Regions from separate parts of the Cricetulus griseus genome. Here region 1 is linked to region 2. A link is a contact called in public Hi-C data. All regions are on one chromosome and are shown on one strand. Each heading gives the region's core, a stretch centred on a gene start, on an enhancer-like site or on the middle of the called end of the contact. The rest is flanking DNA. Distances are from core to core; before and after follow the strand shown.

Region 1 (7,724 bases), core at 2,101-4,600, 210 kb after region 2:
CTTCCTTAGGAGGACTCTTTGATCTTTAAAGAAATATGAATAGGAGGACAAAATAGATGACAATACAGATGTGGAGTTGCAAAGGGGAAATGGTTGCTTTTTTGTTAAGAGATGCAGAAGAGAATGGTTTCTTAGCTTGAGAGGATGACCAGTTTCTATGAAGAGGATGGCTTAAAATTTACAAGCAAATGACATGGAAGTGAAAATGTTTCCCTTCTCAAGCATCATAGGAGGCCATTTAGGACTTCAGAAATCATGCTGCCTCCTGTCAAAGGAACGTGCTAAGTAAATAATGCCTCCCCCGCCCCCAAACATAGTTTGAGATCCTAGAATCTCAAGTGAGGTGGGGGTGCTTCCATCTGGGAGCTAGAAAAGGCAGGCACCATCTGCTTTGGCTTGGTTTTGGCATCTTCAAGGTGAGGATGGGATTTACAATTTTTATGTGTTTTTTTTTCTTTATTTCTCAGTTCTGGTACCCATTTCTTTGTAACTCCTTGTCAGCTGGGCCGCACTCAGTCAAACCATATCAAGTATGGTTGGAGGCTGCAAGTTCCACTCTGCAGATAAAACTCTGCAGATGTTTCTGTGGTCAAGTTAGCTAGGGTATCTGTCTCCCCTTGCTATGGCTTAGGGGAACAGTCTGTTTATAATGGGCAAGAAAAATCTGCTCAGATGCAGTAACTGTGAGACCTTCCAAAGACTGGAAAGAGTCTAGGGAGTGGGCATCAGCTGCCATCTCGTTTTCCTCCCACAACACTAGCTTTTCCCCACTTCTCAATTGCTACCTCCCGGCATAATTACCATGGCAAGCATTTCCTGTTCATCCCCTGTAGGTACACCATGTTGCGCCAACAACGCTCGGCCCAGCAGGAATATACAGTATCCTTTGCCAGTGTCGATCCAGGCTTGATTACACTTCACGGCTGTAATTCAAGCCCGCTAATCCTCCTCTGTGGTAGGAAAAGAGGCCTGTTCTATTAGATAAGCTGATTACTGTCTGGTGTGTGCTTCATGCCTAGCAAGAGTTGTTTATATGTAGAATTATTGCCGGTTGGGGTCTGGGCCTTACCATGCTGAGGAAGCTCACTTTGGGGTCAGGGTATGTGGCTTCTACTTGGCCTGGGATGAGTAAGGAATGGCGTGTTCATGGCAGCTATTTTTTTTCTCTCAGTTTCTCTGCTAGCAGCTCAGATATTTCCTTTGCTTCCCTATGAATGGACGAAACAAGTTATTCAGAGGCTTGGACTTCAGCTTGCAGGAGCCCCTGCAAAGCAAAGACCACCGCCCCAGACTTGGGACCCCTGATGGGGTTTGCAGTGCACTGTCTTGAGAGCTGAGTTAGTAAGGTCTCTGGCACATCAAGTTGAGTGTGTGGTGAACTTGTCAGCCAAAGACTCCAGACAGCCCAACCACAGGGGGAAAATGTCTGCTTAAACTGAGTAAATGCTTTCTCACAGCCAAAGAAGTCAGCTTTGATGCCTCAGAAGGTTAGAATCCACTCTGCCAGCCCACACTGGTCTGGTGGGCGGCTTGTGGCCTGGGTGCAACACTCTACAGCTCTTGCTTGTCCACCACGAGGAAGTGTGTTGGGGACACCTGTCTGGGAAGTGAGTTTACTCTGATTCCTATCTGTTGCACCGTCGGGATTCTCATTTCTCATAGGGTGAGGGTACCTCATCCCCAGATGCAGCCCCTAGATTCTGTTTATCTGTGGCTCTTCAGTGTTGAAATCCTATGCACTGTTGCTAGGTTGAATGGTACAAGGTTCTGTGGATGGTGAGGAGTTGCAGGGAACCTCCAGCATCTGCCTCTGTCAAGCTCTGCATGAACATGTTTTTGGGTTCTGTTGGTGTATCTAAACACATGGGCAGCCTAGGCTCCAGTAAAGTATTATGATGAGGTGCAATTTCCTTAACTGTGAGGTGGTTGGGTGAGGAAACTTCATCCACTGTGCTATGTTCTACGAGCTGAATTCTAGCAATAGTCTCGTTTGTCTGTCTTTCCCATGCAACCATTTGTCCATGTCAGGAATGCCTTTAGTCATTGTATTTGTGTGTCATCAGTATCCGTCTAGGACATAGTACCCACTCAGGGAATGGTTTGTGAAAGTGTGTATATAGCGCGCGCGTGTGTGTGTGTGTGTGTGTGTGTGTGTGTGTGTGTGACAAAGCACAACCTTGGCTATCATTCCTCGGGAATCCTGTCTCTACCTTTTCATCTTGCTTTTTGAGACAGAGTCTATAACTCATCAATTAGTCTAGACCTGTTGGCCAGTAGGCCTCTGGGGATTTACCTGTCTCTGCCTCCCTTCCCAGTGCTGAGATTACAAGAGTATACCCCTCCCCCTACCAATGGGTTCTTAGGGATTGAACTCAGGTTTCCATGCTTATAAGGCAAGTACTTTTTGTAAACTTAATCAACCAGCCTACTTTCAATAATGCTTTTTTTTAAGTGTAATGGATAAACAAATTAAGTATATTTCATAAAAAAAGGAACTGGTCCATGAATGAATTGCTATAAATCTCTAGGCATTGATCACAGTTCACCAGAGCTGGGCTCCTTTTCCTCTTCCATCCCTGCCTTTCTTTGTGGGAGCAGAGAATGTCAATCCCCAAGAATCTGGGTGTGGCTCAGGTGTAAAGGGCATGGTCACCCCTGCAGAACCATATGGTTGATGAGACAAGGTGCTGTGATGTGATCCAGAAGGGACATGGTGTAGTACTCTGTCCTCAACGCTAGGACATCTGTCCCTGTCATGCCTCTTGATCCAGAGACATTCTGTGAGTTATTTTATCTCCCTCTCCTAAAAAGACTCCCCCCACCCGAGTCCTCTTTCCCTCCTTAAACTCTGCTCTTTGGTTTCTAGGGAAATCATAGTTTCTTAAAAATCAGCATATTCTTCAAATGGATGAATTCTACCCCTAGGGATTTCTTTTCCTTGTAAACTTAAATTAATTTGTCACTGAAAGAAAAATCCAAAAGCAACTACAGTGAATTTTACACACCAAAGCAAAGCAATAGAAGTGACTGCAAAATTTTAAACCAATCTGAGCACTAGGGAGTCTTTGCTGTATAAGGATTAAGTCTCTCCTCTTTCATTGTGAAGAATTTAGGAATCTGAGACCAGTGTGTCCACCCTTATGTATGCGAGCTGGAGCTTCAACAGCTGGGCCAACATTTCAGACTGAATGCCTGTATTGGATTCGTGGTCTTACGTTTTTGTGCACTCCAAGTGCCCTATACACATCAGGGAAACAAGGGAAAGCTGCCATTCTCAGATGGTGGCTATGTTTCATTCACCACATAAATTGCGTAAATGCTTAGCAATCAGATGAGTAACTGGAGAAACCATTCCTTGACGTTTGCTTTAGCATCTTTGAAACAGTCTCAGGGGTGTTTGGGTCATGAGACTAATGGCAATGCTACTTTTCATGAGGAAAACCTGAGTAGTTAGTCACAGGACACCAGCGCCCACTACAGTGTTTCTGGAGTGTAGGCACAGGACCAAGCACAGGACCACAGGAGTGACCTGCAGGAGGGAAGAATTACAGAAATGCCTGCTTCTTGTTTTGTACACACACACACACACACACACACACACACACACACGCACGCACGCACACTGTATTCCTATCACTTAACTTCTGGACAGATGATCCACCACATGTCATGGCCATCCAGAGTTTTAAAACCATTAGTATTGTCATTGGCCTAAAGTAGAAGTCTCTAGATCTGGACCAATCACTGTATCTCGGGATCCTGGCTAGAAGAAGGGCCGATTAAGGGCGATTCACACTGCTTATGTTCCATTCACACTGCGTTGTGTAATCTTAAGCTAGTTGCTTTATTTTCTAATGTCATCATGGCTCCAGTGCCCATTTAGAGGTAACTTTCAAAGATGAGGTGTTTTATAGCATTTTAACTTTGCTGTAGGGAGAAGGAATATATGTTCTACAAATATTATAGAACCTTGACAGAAGAGCTAGGCACATCGTTCATTGGAGCCATCAAGCTGCCTTTCTCTACACTGTTTCTGAGAGCTCAGAGGTCATCTTGGTGGCAGAGGGATGGTGATGGAGTTCTGTTTTGCAAAGCAGAAAGAGAGCCAGGAACTAAAAGGTCATCCTAGCCGGGATGCTGAACTTGAAAACCAAGGTGTGGTACCAGCTGATCATCACTGTGCTATCAGGAAGAGCAGCATCCAGCTCCATCTTCCAGCATTGGAAGCAAAGGGAGATTCACCTTTCAAGAGGACTGTGGCCCTTACTGTAACTTTTGGAGGTGTGGTAGTCGAAGAATTCTGTGAATTTTTTGTCTATGTTAGGACAGAAGGGGGTATTTTTGAAGCTGTGGAAATGACACCATGCTATCAGTTTTACTGGTGTAACTTGTTTAGGAAAAACAGAAAGGAATTTTGTAAAAGGCAGCAGAGAAGCTGACATTGACCTCTACCCTGTGAGACTACAGGCTGCCCCTTAATGTCTGTTTGTCCACCCCGCTACCTGGGCACCAGTGGAAACAGCTGTGAGACCAGAAGAGGGGAGAAGGAACCCCAACTTAATTTACCTGCAGAGCTAGTTCTGTGTCCTGTGTACTTCAGTTCAAGCACCAGCAAAAAAAGGCTTAGCCCCCCATTACCATCTATGGAGCATTCACAGCAACCACACTAAATTTTGTAAGTTGATATGTAAAGTTTAATTCCCACAAAAAAAGAGTCATTAAGGATACTTGGGTTCTTTCATCATCAGCCCATTATGTATGCTGCCAAGTTCACTGAGTGAAATAGCTCCTTCCACCATGATCTTGAATAGTCATCTTCGTTCTGTTTGACTCTCTGTATCTGAGGTGTGGGCCATGTGGAGAACCGGTACCCAGCAAGCTTGCTGCTGTCGTGATCACCCAGGTCTTTGGAGGGACAGCACTATGGGTGAAATTTGTGGAGACCATTTTGGGCAAGCTGATAAAACTTTACTTTAAGGTGGCTCTGGTGTGCACCTGTAATTCCATCCAGCGCTTGGGAGCCGGGAGGTGGAGGCAGGAGAATCAGGAGCTTACCACCCTTAGCTGTGGAGTGAGTTTGATGCCAGTCTGTGCTACATGAGAGCCTGTCTCAAAACAGAACTTTACTTTAGCTGATCTGCAAGGATGTTGCTAGACACAATAGGCCTGGCCTGTCTGCAGTCATGCCCAGTGCCGATGCCAAGCAACCATGTAGAAAAAGAAAAGCAAATTTGGTTTCTAAAAGGGAGGTTTTATAATGGAAAACAGCCTCTGGCCCAAATTTCATGGCTCCAGTGATGGCTTCTCCCCATTCTATAGGGGACTTCCTGCATAAGCATGAAGGCCTGAGTTAAAATTCCCAGTACCCACGTAAAAACTCAGGTGTGACTACACATCTCTGTACCCCCAAGGACTTCTGTAACTTGATAGCAGTGAGACTGGTTCCAGGTTCCATTAGAGACCTCAAAGGAATATGGCAGAGAGCGACAGAGCAGTGTCTGCTTTCTCCATGCAGGCACACAAATGCACATGCATCATACATGCACACACACACACACACACACACACACACACACACACACACACCTATCAAAAAGTGTGTGCAAGTGCCTGTGCGTGCGTGCGTGCGTGCGTGCGTGCGTGCGTGCGTGCGTGTGTGTGTGTGTGTGTGTGTGTGTGTGTGTGTTTATGTATGTAAACAGGGACAGCTTGCTATTAGCTCTTGGCTCTCCTGGAGGCTAGGAGGCTCATAAAGTATCATCCCAAGGTGCTTGCTAAGCCAGGCTGGGGGTCTGGATGATGGAAAAGCTCTGGAACTTTCCAAGCAGATATTACATGTTTGGAGAAGATGTTGGCTTGCTAGGTGAATGAGAAAACAAGACACTTCTTCAGGGAAATATGGTAGTAACTGGAGTAAATAAGGCCGAGCCTCAGGGAGGAGAATCCTTAAAGGAAAATGAGGCTAGTGCCTCATCCATCTCGCTGCCAGCTATTGATGTATTTAGCCAGAGCCTTGTGGTATAAATACATTTTGATGATGCTAAGCCTGATGCCCACTGTACCTTTCCCCAGAGTGGGTGCTTCCAGTGTGAGTGTTGAGGAGGGAACTCTATCTCAGGGCACAGAGAGGAGTGGGAGCTCTCCCCGAGTTCCTGATGTTACAAGTGTGCCGAAACGAGCGGAGGCAGCAACAACAACAAAAAGCCCATCTGAAAATCTGAGCCTAATCTCGCCCATCTGCTCCGGCGCTGCTTCCCCTCACTGCCTGCCAGGATGTCTGCCGCAGACGCTAAGTAGCACATTATTTTCGATAAGTTGCAATCATTTGCTTGAAATCTACTTCTCCTTTAAAATGTCCCCTGGAAACCAGAATCGGCATTTGAGAAGCCTGTTTAGGATGGAATGTGAGTGCCCGCATGACTTCAGGATAAGTGTGACCCACTTGGCCAGCAGATGTCCATGGCTTCATGATTCAGCCACTTAGCTGTGTCGGAGGAGAATGAGAGACACCATGGAGGACAGCCCAGGAAGACAATGCTACTCCAGAGGGCTGTGTCTGCAGGGAAAGATGGAAGTTCTGAGATAAGAAAGAATGGGTAGTACTGAGATAGATTAATCCCTATCCCCTAAAGGCAGTAAACTGGCTTTCTTGGTCTCTGAGATGTTTGTCTCTTTTGAATGACTAAGCTAAGGAATGTGACTAGGCTAGAGCGCAGGATCTCTAATGCCCTGTCCTCATCACAGCCAGCATTCCTCAGCTCATGCCTGTGTCATGAGACTCCAGACAGTCAGCTTTCAGTCCTCCTGGCTGGTCTTTGTTCACCAGTGCCTGGGGGCTTCTGGAGAATGCTGGAAAGTTCTGAGAAGCAAGAAAGGCCCCATTTGCCTCTTTGGTGATGTGTTCTGTCTCCCTTGTGTGGAGAAAGGCATGGCATGCTGACTTGTTAGCAGTAAATGTTGAGAGGGTGGCTTCTGAGGTGGGTTAAGGACTGTACTCAACATTTCCTTGAGGGGCCATGCCAGACCCTTCATGTATTTGTAAGATCTTGGGATCACAGGTGTTGGTTGTTTCCGAAAAGGGAAAGTTAATGGACATGTGCACATACTCATTGTGCTTATCTGGGGGAGATCTGTGGATGCTGCAAGGAATGGCAGCCATTCCTTCTGCAAGTAGAGTGGCCTAGGACCCCACCCTCACCCCCAGTTCCCTGTACCCCACCAGCTCCACAGGCTCCTTTGGCTCCACATCCTTTTACTGTTGTGTTTGGAGGCGTCAGCTGTATATTGATAGGCAGGTTTCTGGCTCTTCGTCTAAAATAATATGTTAGAACTTCCCCCATCCATTGCTATACCTTTTATATATATTTGCTTCCTGCTTTATAGTTGGATGAGTTTAGTTTTCCTTTGGGCAGGGTGGACTCATGTCTTCATCTTGGAAGGAGCAAGATGCTCTTAGCAGGTTTGTATGCAGAGCCTCTTCTCCCTACCCTTGCATTCCTGGTCAAAGCCAAAGGATACTTCTAGGCCACTCAGTAAGTACCCTGGCCATATGACACCTCCCCTTTGTGTCCACTTGCCCAGATGTCTGGCTTCTCTGGCTTCCACTCATGGCTCTAGGGGTATCCAGGAAAGGCCCCCTAGTGGCCCGGCCCTCTCTGTCTGTTAAGGAGAAAGCTCTGTCAAGGCTTGCCTTGGCTTTTACTTCTTTGAGTTACCTCTAGATC
Region 2 (7,324 bases), core at 659-3,158:
AAACCACTTTTATTAAGTAATATGGCATTATCAGTACAGTTAATACACACTACTGCATGCCCTTATACCAATGGGTGCCAATGAGCATGTTAAGAGTTGCTTTGAAGTGCTTCCCTAAGGGCCCCTTATCTTGCCAAGTGTTTGCATAATGGTTGATGAAGAGAAGAGCATTCTATTTGAGGAGCTCCAAGTGCGTGGCTAGGTGATGTCCCATTCTGCTGATTGGGCATACTGAGGCTGGCCATATAGAGTCATGCTGGAACAGCACAGGATACACAAGAGTGTTTTAACTTCCAAAGCAGTCCTGGGCTTGCCTAAGTGATTGGTGGGTTTTTGTTTGTTTTGTTTTTATCTTATGAGTGTTGAGAAAATGTCCCCATTTAGATTCCCCTGTTAGCTGGACTAAAAGGAAAACAAAACAAAACAAAAAAATGTAGATTATCCCAGGCAGGAATTACTGGCTTCATCTGTCTGTCTGTCTATCTTTCTGGTTTTTCAAGACAGGGTTTCTCTGTGTAGCTTTGGAACCTGTCCTGGAACTCACTCTGTAGACCTGGCTGGCCTCGAAATCACAGAGATCCACCAGCCTCTGCCTCTCCAGTACCAGAATTAAAGGCGTGAGCCACCACTGCCTGGCTAATTCAATTATTTTTTGCCTATGTATTTTCAATCCCAGCCCTCTTGTTTTAATATCTGTTCTTCTAAGTACTTAAGTCTGTTTTCAAGCTACACACAAACAAGGCACACAAGTAACTTTGACCATATTCACATGTATCTCTTAGATTTGAGGCCTACTATACATAGACTCACTCATCCTTGGAAAGAGCCAAACTTGGGTATGAATTCCAGCTCTCATGCTTCATAACTATGGACGTTGGACAAATTCTTTAACTTTTCTAAGTTTCTTCTCTGTGAAATGCGAATAATATTATTCCATAATTCACAGAGATATCTTGGGAATTAAATACAATAACTCAAGTAAATTACTTTGTGCATAGTAGGCATTCAATAAATGTCAGTTTCCTTCTTCTCCCTGTTATTAATGCTTATTAGACTATATTAAAAACTAGAACCAGACTGTGACAATACAATCCTTTATTAAGTGTTTAAGCCAAATAATCAACTTCCCTCAGGGGGAAGAGAAATGTTGAATTCTTTTCATTTGGTGAACTTATTTATTAGTCTTTTTCTTGAGTTTTATTTGGTTTTAGTCCACAGTTAATAGCAATCTGTATTTATTTATTTATTTTTTTGCTGGCCTGGAGTTGAGTCTTTGCAAATTACCTACTGTCTCGACTTTCATCTGTTAGGGATCATTATGAACTATCTTAGCAGCTTGATTTCATTTACTAACTACGTCACACTACAAAGTTTTGCTCTCAACAGTTTCTCCGAGGTTTAAGGATTTCAGAGAACCAAGTTTATTGCGGCAGCGTCACTGCGTAGGCGAAGGAGGGGTGGGGAGGAGGGATCCACACCGTCTGCATGCTTTCGTGTTAATTTTACAGTCTTGCTTTTAAGCGGAGCCACGTTTTCCTCAAGGACGCAGCCTAAGAGAGGCAAGCAAGACAAGAGTCGGAGCTAGCCTCTCTCTGCACCTTTAAGGACTGGAGACTTGCTCTTAGCCCCGCCTCCTTCCCGGCCCACCTCTAAACTCTGATTGACAGGACGCCCGGGCGAGGAGGAGCTGAAGGAGGCTGAGGAGGAGGAGCAGGGTGGAAAGTAGTAGGAGGAAGAGGCCGTTTCTTTAGACTGGCCAATCAGAGACGGGGGCGGGGCTCTGAAGCCCTCCTCCCTCCGCTGGCCCCGGCCTCCTGGTCTCTCCGCCCCCTCCCCCCTTCCCTCGGCCCCCTCCCCTCTCCTTCTCATCCTCCTCCTCCTTCTTCTCCTCCTCCTCCTCCTCCTCCTCCTCCTTCTCCTCCTCCTCTCAGGCTGTGGTTTTTCTGTATATGTTTCTGGAGTCCTGAGCCTGGGCTAAACAAAAGCAGGAGGCTGACGGGGCTGCTGGAGTTTGCAGAGACACGGAGGAGGAGAGAGCTTGGGCTTTGCCTGCCGCCACGGCTGGGGGAGATCTGGCTTCTGCTACAGCCCACCCCCTTTGAGATCACTCTGGCCCGGAGTGGGGGTGGGGCAGGCGGGGGTGGGGGGGGAAAGTTTGCATTGCAATCCCCCTGCCTTCCTCTCCTTTCTCCCGGTCAATGCATATTTGCAAAAGGATTAAGCCACAGATTTAAGCGCCGGGAGCCCATTTCTGCCTTGCAAAGGAGATCGGACTGAAAAACCCAAAGGCAGCTCTGATTTCTTTTCGCCAAGTGGGAAGGAGGTTTATTTTTCTTGCTTTTTTGGAGTCAACACCCTTCCCCACCAGCCCTTATCCCCACCCTCACCCCGCAACCCCTTCACGCCCCCCTCCCCCTCCCCATCCTCCCACCATCCTCTAAAGAGGCAAAGAGATTTTTTTTTCCCTTTTGGTCTTTTTTTTTTTTTTTTTTTTTTTTTTTTAAACCCCGGTCCCTGTTTATCCTGAAAAGGATTTGAAGACAGCTTGAAGGATAAAAAGCCTCGGTGCTTTCCAGGCGCCGAGCCGAGGAGCCGAAGAGGAAGAGCCGGGGCTGCCGGAGCCTTCGGAGATGGACGAGCAGCCGAGGCTGATGCATTCCCACGCTGGGGTCGGGATGGCCGGACACCCCGGCCTGTCCCAGCACTTGCAGGATGGGGCCGGAGGGACCGAGGGGGAGGGCGGGAGGAAGCAGGACATCGGGGACATTTTACAGCAAATTATGACCATCACAGACCAGAGTTTGGATGAAGCGCAGGCCAGGTGAGATGGAGGCTTTTCTTTGCCTTTCTTTTCTTTTCTTTCTTTTTTTTTTCCTCCCTCTCGCAGGGGGAAACAATGGGAACCGAATCACTACAGCGCTTTCTTTTAAAAATGTTGTTTCTTTTCTCATTTTAACAAGCAACTCCATGGCGGAGGAGTAAAATTTAAAGGAGCGTTGTTATCGAAAGTGTGATCGCCCGTGCGGTGATGTGTCAGTGTGTAGATATTGTGCGTGTGTGTCTGTTAGAGGTATTTGTATGAATGCACACAAACACGCAGCCACGCCGAAAATGCTGCCAACTAATCCAAAAGCGGCCCTCGGCACTTTTTTTTTTTTTTTTTTTTTAAACTGCTTTAAAAAAGTGTATGAGGGAAGCAGAATTGTCAAGTTCCGAGCGGCATTCCTTGCCTTCTGTAGTTGAGGGACTTCGGAACATGACAAAATAAAAAATGTCCCAAGAACACTTTATTTGCAGAGGCCACTGACTCCTTACTTAGATAATTCAGGAAGTTTGATTTTCCTTCTTCATGTATCCCTCCATAATTTTTTTTTGGTCTTTTTTTTTCCTCACTCCCCACCCAAAACAAACAAAAACAACAAACAAACAAAAAGCAGGGTAGTTCTGTGTTAGATGTCAGACAGTAAGAAAATATCTTACAATCACTCCTTTTGGTTTTTAGAAAAAGAAAATGGGAAGAAAGGGAAGATAATTTTGCTCTGAGGACTGTTAGTTATAGAAGACTCGGATTTTGAGTTTAACTTTATTGTCTCTTAATTTGAGTTGGTGTTCTCTCACCTTCCCAGGACAGACACATATGTGTGGTCCTGTATAAAGGATGGGAACAGATATCAAGTATATTCTCTGCCCCATGCCTTTTCCAGGATCACTTAGAGTGCAACTGAATTGAAATGAAGGCATGTATGAATTTCATGTATTTCAGTAGGACAAGACATGAAGGAATATAACTATGAAACTGGGGCTTCCTTAACTGAACCCACCACCAGGTTCTTGACTCTAGGATTTTTACAGCAAATCCTCTTTCAAAATGAAAACACAGGTTAAGTGGCAAAGCCACTAACAGCTTGCCCAAGGCCCAACTCAGATAGGAAGGATTAAAAAAAAAATCCAATGGTCACATATGTCCACACAATCACTCAGCTTTGTTAATTTTTCGAGTGCTTTCTATTTTGCTTTGGAATTTTTAAAACATTACAAAATGACTAGCCCTTATGTGACTTAGTTATGTGGATAACACATAATATGAATTTTATGTAAGGGAAACAGAGCCTTGAGAAAATAAGAGGAAGCAGCTAAAAGCACGCATGTTATGAATTACACTTATTTTAGCTGCTAACACATGGAACATGTAAACTTAAAAGTGCTAAGGCTTAGGGCGCCTGAAAACTTGGTAATGTTAAAAGACTCCCCCCAAACTATTTTCATGCTTTTAATGGTGGAGGGGAAAGATTTTTGAAAAATTAATTGGTGCTCTTTTTGAATGTTATTATCCAAAGAAAAGCTAATGGGTATGGCAAACAAGAGGCTCCCCACTGGCAATTCTCTCTTGAATTGGAACAGATTTCTCCATAACATTGTTCCAGAAAAATACACTCAGACACCACTGATAAACTGGTTTGATCACAAGTTCATGAAGTGGAAGAGGCCAGTGAGCTTGGATCCTCGATACTTTTCTGTTCTCTCTTTTTGTGAAACTGAGGACAAACACTTCTCAGCGGGTATCCCCTTTAATGGCCTAGATGCTGAGAAAGATCAGATGCAGTTTGGGGACCGGGAAGAATACAGTTGTCTCTCTCCAACCCCATTTGTGTAGTGTGGGGAAGCAAAGCTTCTAGATGAGGCTGCCAATTCTTTGCATTTGGGCCTGTGTTAAAAACAAAAACAAAAACGGATGAGTGAGAAGTGTTTTTAAAGACCCAGAAAATATCTTCAATGTATTGAAATGTTTTCAGTCTGTTTTTAACCCCTCCTGAGAACTAAAAAAAATTTCTAACCTCTTTTTTTTTTCTTGAAACAGTATGTAGCTACTTAGACAATTAAGCTCTTTCCTTTGTAGTACATATTTGTTGATTCAGAAAGTAAGCTATGACTATTTTAGATGATGTGTATGTGTGCATTTTGAATTTTGAGTTTATTATTCTCTTGCTACACAGCATAGAGTGTATGTAATCCCTGCTCCTCTGGAAGATGTATCTTTTTTTTTTTTTTTTTAAACTTTAAAACTGATTGAAAAAGAATTGAATGTGTTTTGAGTGCCAGGGTTTTCTGCTTATCTTTACACGTACATTTAGTTAGTAAACAGAATTCCCTTAGCTAGTAGCTGATAAGATCAGTATTTTGTTTCCAAAACAATATCATTCTGCTAAGTGAGTCCATAATAAACTAGAAGGAAGGGCATTGTTCTGTCCCTCAAGTGCATTCTGAGTACAAACATGCACAACCACAGGAACCAGGTAAATCACTAATCTAAAAGGCAAAATTGTATTTATTTTTTCCCCGGTGGGTGCAAGGTCCTAATTGTAAATAATTGAATTTCAACACCTGCAAATAAGCCGTGTGCGCACAAGAGCCATAATGTGAACACAGAGAAATGAATTTATTCCCCATCTGGGTATGTTTGCCCCCTGGCAACACATTTCCATACTCTTTAACTTGGGGACTGAAATTTTATAAATTGACAGTTCTACTCACAAGACCTTTCAAGCATCTTATGTTTATGAGAATTCAGGGGCATCTGCAGAATGAATTCGAACACATGGATGAATTAAATTTGAAAACACATGCACACACACACACAGAAGCAGAGAGCTCCTAGGCTATGGTTCTTGCAGAGAAAATATACAGAACTGTTAACCTATGCATTTGGGCTGCTGCATTCATTGTCTTCAATAGGGTTCTTGGTTGAAGAATTACACTTCGATTTAACTACTTACCAAGAGGGGAAAAGACAGAAAGAGAAAAAGGAAAAGAAAGAAAACGCTCTCCCTAATGGGCATAATTTAGGTTATTTCTGCTCTGTAGTTAAATCCCTACTCTCACTGCTAATTAACATTGCTTCTTTTCCTATGGTGGGACTTTGTATATTAAGTCATAAAAACAATTGAAGCATGCCACAGAGTTAAGCTTGGAGTGCAATTTTTTTTTGGCTAAATGATCAGGTTCCCCCTGTACCTTGTCAGTTTGATCTTGAGTGCCCACCTAAGCTGTTGTGTTTGTTGTTGTTGTTGTTTTTTCTTGCAGAAAACATGCTTTAAACTGCCACAGAATGAAGCCCGCCTTGTTTAATGTGTTGTGTGAAATCAAAGAAAAAACAGGTAGGAATGAAAAAAATCCAACCTTTGGGTGCATTTCTTGGGCTAGTCAAATCACTGATCCTGTGGCCCTCTTACTCTTCTTGGGATCTTAACATTTTAAAATGCAAGTGATGCCATGAAAGACCTTTCTGCTTTCTCTAAAGGGGAACATCTTTGACAGCTGATTTCAAGTCTGTTTTCTTTAAAACTGACACCAACTGTTTTTGAAATTGGGGAAAAGTCAGAGGTTCCGACGGGAAATTCATAGAATGATATGCCTTTGGGGAAAATACGAAAGTAAAAGTCCATTTCCTGAAGGAATATATTTTCATCTGTAATTACTGCCCCCATCCCTCTGACCCCTACTATTGGGGGAGAGGTTTGAGAGATAAACTGTTCAGCTTGCTTTCTTTCTGCCACTTTTGTTATTTGTTATTTACACAGAGTAACCAACTTGGGGCTCTCAAAAGAGTGTCTTCAAATACCTTTGTGGAATGAACTATGCAACTAGGTGAAACCGGCTTTTGAATGGCCTCTGATTTTTTTTCTAGGTGAAACCGGCTTTTAAATGGCCTCTGATTTTTTTTTTTTTTCCTAGGAGGGACAGTCTTTGGATTTAGGGCACTACATTATCCTGAGAGCATTCCCTCTGTTGTTTTTCTACTTTCTAGATCTCATATCATAGACTAACACACTTATAACACATCCCAGGAGGGCATTTAAATTTTAAAGCAACAATTAAAAAATCGCAGTCATCAATCAGAGGTGTTCTTAAACAACAGATGCACAGGGAAAGGGCACTTAGCAACTGTACTCTTGTTTCTTTATTTTGGTCCTTAATTTTCCAAAGTGGGTTAAATCGCTCCCTTGTAAGAAGAAAGAGTCGAGAAGGCAATCTGAAGCCAGGGCATAAAGAGGGACTGAGGGGTGCTTGCTGGAAATGGGGATCGGCTGCTGGTCTCAGACTTTCTAGCCCACTTTGAAGCCGGGCAAAGTACCTGCCGTCCCATTTATTTCTTTATTTTTTACAACAAGGTGTATAACAGTCAATAATTCATATCTAAACCATATAAGCAAGGGCATGACATGAGTGAAAGTGACAATAGATATGATTGCATGCTCCGTTGATATACATTGATAGTTACACATGGAGGAGGAGGGGGAGCCATGGAGGGTGGCTGTCCTTTCTT

Evidence for each region. Hi-C and Micro-C count contacts between places; a contact is called where the count stands out from the background.
Region 1: a Hi-C map of the CHO-K1 cell line shows a contact between it and region 2, with 5 times the contacts expected there. The contact joins the enhancer-like site here to the promoter of Pbx1 in region 2. A contact is called at or near these places in 3 of 8 Hi-C or Micro-C datasets (the CHO-K1 cell line and fibroblasts).

What each region holds. Positions count from the first base shown.
Region 1 is chr5:24,492,986-24,500,709 of CriGri-PICRH-1.0, forward strand. All of the region lies in intron 2 of Pbx1 (pre-B-cell leukemia transcription factor 1), which reads left to right. Among named protein-coding and RNA genes, the nearest start is that of Pbx1, 210 kb to the left of the region's middle. Within about 2 kb of position 3,351, at least 2 of the 6 cell types and tissues checked have open chromatin away from gene starts, as enhancers often do. A contact at or near this core is called in the CHO-K1 cell line and fibroblasts, where this site is marked.
Region 2 is chr5:24,288,021-24,295,344 of CriGri-PICRH-1.0, forward strand. It overlaps Pbx1 (pre-B-cell leukemia transcription factor 1), which reads left to right and starts at 1,909. Exons shown (of 9, transcript XM_027417092.2): 1 at 1,909-2,821; 2 at 6,082-6,155. The coding sequence starts at 2,631.